Regions from separate parts of the Mus musculus genome. Here region 1 is linked to region 2. A link is a contact called in public promoter capture Hi-C data. All regions are on one chromosome and are shown on one strand. Each heading gives the region's core, a stretch centred on a gene start, on an enhancer-like site or on the middle of the called end of the contact. The rest is flanking DNA. Distances are from core to core; before and after follow the strand shown. Region 1 holds the start of Calca (calcitonin/calcitonin-related polypeptide, alpha). Region 2 has its middle 33 kb from the start of Psma1.

Region 1 (3,046 bases), core at 464-2,963, 330 kb before region 2:
CTGCTTTGAGGGACACATCTGGGATGTTGGTAGGACCGACAACTCGGGTTCCATGGCTCATGCCATTCAAGTCTTCTTGGAAGCTAATTTCTGCTCTGTTTAGAGAAATATGAAGCTTGCTTGGGTGTCCCCCCCCCCATGGTCCCCAGATTCTCCAATGTGTTCAACACACTGGCTAGGTCTGGACTGGCTGCTGCATGTAGCACCGCACACTCAGACCTCACCAACTGCAGAAACATGAAGCTTCTTTGTCCCCAGACAGCAAATGCCCCAGTTAGGACCTCCACCCTTGTCGGTGTTCCTGGAGCTCACTGCTCAGACAAAATGAGTGTCCAAATCAGGGGAGTGGTTGTGAGAGGGATCAAGTCAAACTAATCTGATGTGAGATGGAGATCCAAGAGCAAACATCCTGTGGGAATGTGGCATGGACTGCAGGAGGGACGTGAAGGCAGGCTTCAGACAATTTGAGAACCACTAAGGATGCTTCTGTGGGCCACAGAGACTGCTGAGTGGCTGTGCTTTCTGGAGAGGATGCCTTTTTGGAAAGAGCGGAGAGTCTCTGTGCCAGGAGAAGTGTGACTGGGAGCAAGTGTGAGGTTTAGGATGGGCAGCATCTCCGCAGCACTGTCAAGCCTGCCTGCTCTTTAGCTCTTCAGCTCAGGGATCTAAGGGTGGGGGTGAGAGGGCCTCCCACTCCACCCCCGGATCAAATACAACTGGAACATCTTGGCAAACAGCAGCAGGAAGCAAAAGGACAGCTGTGCAAATCCTTAGGCAGGCAGGCAGCCTAATGAGAAGTGATAGATAGCCAGGCAGGAGGAGAAAAAGATCTACAATGGAGACTTTGGAGGCATCTGGTTCTTCTTTGTACTTTCCCCACTACCCCTTCGTACCCCCTACCCCAAGCAGGACCCAGCTAAATACAACCCCTTCTCACACATGTGAGTGTGTTATCCAGCGCATTAGGAATGCCAAGCTGAATACAGATGATTCACACTGGAGAAAGAGAGATTTTATAGCCCAGAAAACACCAAGGTTTCTTTCTACAAGCAGGCCCTTCAAAGGGGGACTATGATACCCACTGAAAAGTTTAATATGTTGAGGTTTCATGCAGGCTTTGGGGGTCTTTTGGGGGGTGTCAGATTTTTGAGGATTTTTTTTTTCATTTTTCATTTTACCTGTGGCCACATAACCCCAAATGAGGCAGCTGCCACAAGCCTCGGGTCTAACTGAGTCCTTGTGTGCAGTACCAACACCTCTGACTATCTGCCTAAACCTGTGTGCCACGCTGCCAGAACTAGCCTTGCAGATCAAGAATTCATCCCTCAGGTGCACTAAACTATTCTAGATTAGGCACGGACTTAGGTGGGGGTGGGGGTACGATTAGAATCAGACATGCAGCAAGGAGTGCTTGAGATACTGGACTCTACTCTCCAAGATTCTGAGATTGGAGTCAGGAATATTCAAAGTCAAGAAGGAAAGAAGAGATGAAATTTATCTTGATGTCAAAAGGCCCTCCAAATTCCCGCTAATTTTAAGGGTGGCTCTCACTGATCCGTATCATCTCCCCCACTTCCACCAATGACCTCAATTTAAATTCAAATGGTGTCATCTTGCTAGATGCTCTGAGTTCTGGAAGCACAGAGGTGACGCAATCTGTCTGGGGCATGGGGCCCTTCCACCTATTGGCTGCCTGGAGCCCCGAGACCCCTCCCGACTCACCACGGCGGGAATAAGAGCAGCTGCAGGCGCTGGGAGGCACAGGAGCCACTGCCAGGATCAAGAGTCACCGCTTCGCAAGCACTGCCTGGCTCCATCAGGATCCCCGCAGGCTCAGCTCCAAGGCACCGCTCACCAGGTGAGCCCTAAAATTCCTGTTCAGGTGTGTAGTTCTACTTTTCTCTTCCTCTCCCTCTTCTCTCCCGCTCTCGCTGTTAGTCCTTGGTTTGTCTTTCCTGACAATCCCAGTCCCCGTTAGTCATTAGTCCTAGCGTGGTTCGTGTTAGATCCCGATCCAGATAGGTCCCTACAGAACTGGTCCGCAGAGCCTTCCTTCAGTTTCGCTGGAGCGCAGGCTCCAGTCTCACGTTTCTCTCTCTCTGTACACCTGATCCACCAATCTTGGGACGCTGAGCTCCTAGGCTTCACGCGCGCAGTCGGGCGTAGCTCTTCTTAGATGGTGCTTTCAGTATTCTCGTTTCCTGAGAAATTGGTCCTGAGTCCGAGCCTAGGGCCAATATGTAGCGAACAAGAGTCAGTTGCCGCAATTGCAAACCCCGATTTGGGACCCTGGGATTAACAGAGAAGTGTTTTCCACCTCAACTTTAGATTGGTTCTTGTAGGCAACTGAGTTGCCAGAGGGTGGAGCAGCTGAGCAGTGCAGCCGTCAGTTTCTCAGATTTCAAGGCAGAAAGATTCCCTCTCCATAGACTTTCTTTCTCACATTCTTAGGTGTCTGTAAAAAAACTCACAAAGAGAAGACAACTCTACACTTCCCTGTGGAGACAGATGTAGAGACAGGAGACACCTGGGATTCGTAGAATCCTTGAGACTGATCTCACCACCACCACTCCTTTACCACCACCACCACCACCACCACCACCACCCCCGACCCCCCGCACCCTCCCCCTCCTCCATCTTTAGGGCTAAGATTCTTTCCAAACCGTATAGGCTACATGCACACTGGACAATGAGGGAACAAAGATGATGAGAAATGTGGTTATCAGTATGAAGCCAAAATGTCGGGGAGTCACAGGCATAAGCACACAGAAAGCCAGGTCCATGGGCTTATAGAACCTTGAACTGATATAAATAAACAAATGAATAAATAGACATTCTTCTCTTGCAGGAAGGCATCATGGGCTTCCTGAAGTTCTCCCCTTTCCTGGTTGTCAGCATCTTGCTCCTGTACCAGGCATGCAGCCTCCAGGCAGTGCCTTTGAGGTACGTGTAAAGACAGGAGTCCTAGTGTCCTGGGACTGGCCAACTTCCTGTTAACCACAGAGTACCGAATGTTTAAAACCCAACTATCTGGTGGAAAAATATA
Region 2 (3,167 bases), core at 590-3,089:
GGACTTCAACAAGCTAGTTACACAAACCCTTTTACATTTTTATTCCCCCTCCTCTCTCTCTTTCTCTCTGTTGTGTGTGTGTGGGGGGGGGGTTAGTATGGGTGTGTATATAGCATGTTTGTATAGTATGTGAGTGGGTGGGTGGGTGTAGGTCACTATGTGACACTGAGTGTAGGGACAGAGGGGAGGAAGGGATCTTAATGGAGAGGCAGGGGTGAAAACAGACAACAATTAATACATGTATGTGGTAGTTGATATATATGTCAGCTTGCAACAATTTAGAATCACCTGGGCTGAGAACCTCACTTGAAAATTGTCTTCATTGCTTTAATTGATATGAGAAGACCCACCCCAAAATGTGGACAGCGCCTTTTGGCAGCAGCCCTGATAACAAGGAACCCAGGAGAAGAGTGAGTGGTTATTAGCCTTTTACTGGTAGGCCTTCCCTTTGAAGCTGCTGATTCCCCCACTGATGTTAGGATTCCACCATGGACTGAGAACCACTGGCTCTCTAGGATCCCTCCAGATTAGGATCGCTATTTCTCAGCATCACAGGTATGAGGAAGCTGTTGTAAGTTTTTGGAAGGCATTGTGTAAAATGATGTATTAAATTCTTTCATTTTCTCTCCCTTTAAAGATATAGTGTGACATAAAATGGGGAGAAGGATACAGTTTGGGAAGAGGAACTGAACTAGCCTGGATGCATCAGGATGATGGAGAAAGAAGATGGAGCCTGAATGCATCAGGAAAACGGAGAAGGGGGTGGAGTCTAGATGATCAGGAAGATGGAGAAGGGGGATGGATAAAACACATAGTGCCATATGGATGCCAAACACCACAATGAAATCCACCTCTTTATGCACTTTGTGCTTTGAGATGTAATTTTTTAAAACCCGAGTTTCATGGTGTTTGCTACGAGGACCCAGGTTCAAGTCCCAGTAACCACATGTCAGCTCACAACCATCTGTAACTCCAGTTCCATGGGATCTGAGGCCCTCTTTCTGGTCTCTGTAGGAGAATATGGTGCTCAGGCACACATGAAGAGAAAGCACCCATTCACATAAAATAATTTAAAATTTTTAAGTAAATCATTTAATTTTAAAACTGCTTTTCAATCTTAGAAATGTTAAAATGTGCAAAAGTACACTTTTCAAACGAGGTGATAGACAGACAGATAGACAGTGGTGAAGATCACATTCAAGATTTGAAGCTTGCTAACCAGTTCCTCTACTATGGAAAACTCCTCCCAACCCAAGGATATAACTTAAATATGCAAATTTGTACATGTGATTGTGTCTATCCTACTGAAAACCTTTGGAAGGAAAGATACTAGCCATAGTATCTTTACATATTATCCATCTTTTCGTCTTTTTGTAGTGAACACACACTGTTTCTGTAATTTCAAAGCACACCATCCTTTAAGATGTTGTGTAGAACTCCTGTCTGCTGATTGAAAATCTACAACCAACCCTCAAGTAATCAGTACCATGTCAGCCTTCAGTCTCACAGAAACCAATGGCTCCCAAAGTAGCCGGGCAACTGTGGCTGTTTCAAATGAGAGCTGGTGAAAGCAAAGGCCTATGGTGGCTTTGGTGTCAGGGACAGGCATTTAGTTCCTGCCTCGGTCAGTTAACTTGGCTCATTCACAGAGGGAAATGGTAAAGGCACACTATCTACCTGGCTCATGGGGACAAACACTGTCAGACACTGTCTACCACAGACACAAACGTGTGGAAGGAAACAGGCAGTGGAGATACAGCTCTGCTGAGCACACTGGGCAACCGCTCTTTCCAGGGGCCAGCAGGAGACCAGGTTTTACAATGGTTGCTGTAATGTTATCATCAGTAGCCAGAAGTGAAAGTGGAAAAGGCAGCTCCGTTTACAATGAGGACTTCAAATCACCATTACATACTCTGGAGCCAATTTAGCAAGAAACATTGAGAAAACTCCAAAACCATAATGACACCCTGGAGAAACTCAGACTAGATGGACAGCAGACACGATACATGACTGAGAAGACTAAACAGCTTCAAAAGGCATAGGGTGAGGGGGTGGGGGAAAGGGGAGAAGGGAGGGAAGGACGGAGAAAGGGAGGGAGGAAGGGAGGGAAGAAAAGGAAGGACATAAAGGTAGGAGCTGGACTATCTGGGAAGAAGGGGGTGAGGATAAGTTGGAGAGAAAGAGAGAGGGTAAGTAGTAGAATGAACATAATCACAGTGCACAGTATACTCACATGGAACTGTAAAACAGACTGAAAATGAAAAGAAAAAAAGTAGTTCAATTTAGCCGGGCAGTGGTGGCGCATGCCTTTAGTCCCAGCACTCGGGAGGCAGAGGCAGGCCAGCCTGGTTCAAGGCCAGCCTGGTCTACAGAGTGAGTTCCAGGACAGTCAGAGGTGCACAGAGAAGCCCTGTCTCGAACCCCCCCCCCCCAAAAAAAAAGTAGTTCAATGTAAGGAGCTGTTCTGATTATTCTTTAAAGGGAAATGTTGAGGAAGAAATCTTGGCTGAAGCTCACTAGCTCACTCAGGTAAATGATAGCTGTTCCAGGAGCAGAATGGAGACAGGTGGGGACAGCAGAGGACGTGTGAGAGATCCCAGGGAGTAGCTGTGGAAAGATCAGCCCACACAGAGGTCTGGAGAGTGTCCTGATGAATCACACTAAGCAAATGCTATCATCTGAAATTGCCTTAATGTGATGTATTCCCCAACTCCCCCCTCTCATTTTTATTTCCTTATAAATGCCTTATTATTTAACAGTTAATATTTTTATTTTCCTCATTTTATTTAAAGAGTTTCTTTTTTTATAAGCAAAGAAAGGGTGGATGCTAATTGAGGCCATAATATGTGTTATTATAGGTAAACAAAAAGTAGTTCACTTATACTCCACCCACTCATTATTAACCACTGTCAGATTTTTCATTCTGCGTCTTTCTTTGAATATTCATATGACTGTGGCTATTGCCATGTGAATGATTTTGAGCCAAATGCACTCTAATTATGCAGGAAGAAATAAAAGGAATGTTATATGACACCATATGCTTTAAAAATATTAAAAGGTATTAAATTACAATCTATTTTCATTTGAAGATTTTAGTATTTATCACAAAATACAGAAAGTAATACAGTGATCTACTATTCCTAAAAGATAATATGCTGCCAATTTTA

The links. Promoter capture Hi-C pulls out the DNA fragments that hold promoters and counts their contacts.
Region 1: a promoter capture Hi-C map of hematopoietic stem and progenitor cells shows a contact between it and region 2, with 2.8 times the contacts expected there. The contact joins the promoter of Calca here to the enhancer-like site in region 2. A contact is called at or near these places in 10 of 39 promoter capture datasets (the 3T3-L1 cell line, cranial neural crest, embryonic stem cells and 6 more), 1 of 484 Hi-C or Micro-C datasets (embryonic stem cells) and 6 of 115 datasets of contacts at active chromatin or transcription factors (embryonic stem cells, epiblast stem cells and stem cell-derived neural progenitor cells).

Annotation. Positions count from the first base shown.
Region 1 is chr7:114,635,024-114,638,069 of GRCm38.p6, reverse strand. It overlaps Calca (calcitonin/calcitonin-related polypeptide, alpha), which reads left to right and starts at 1,713. Exons shown (of 5, transcript NM_001033954.3): 1 at 1,713-1,858; 2 at 2,849-2,943. The coding sequence starts at 2,858.
Region 2 is chr7:114,307,828-114,310,994 of GRCm38.p6, reverse strand. No RefSeq gene overlaps it. Among named protein-coding and RNA genes, the nearest start is that of Psma1, 33 kb to the right of the region's middle. Within about 2 kb of position 1,839, at least 10 of the 459 cell types and tissues checked have an H3K27ac peak or open chromatin away from gene starts, as enhancers often do. A contact at or near this core is called in hematopoietic stem and progenitor cells, where this site is marked.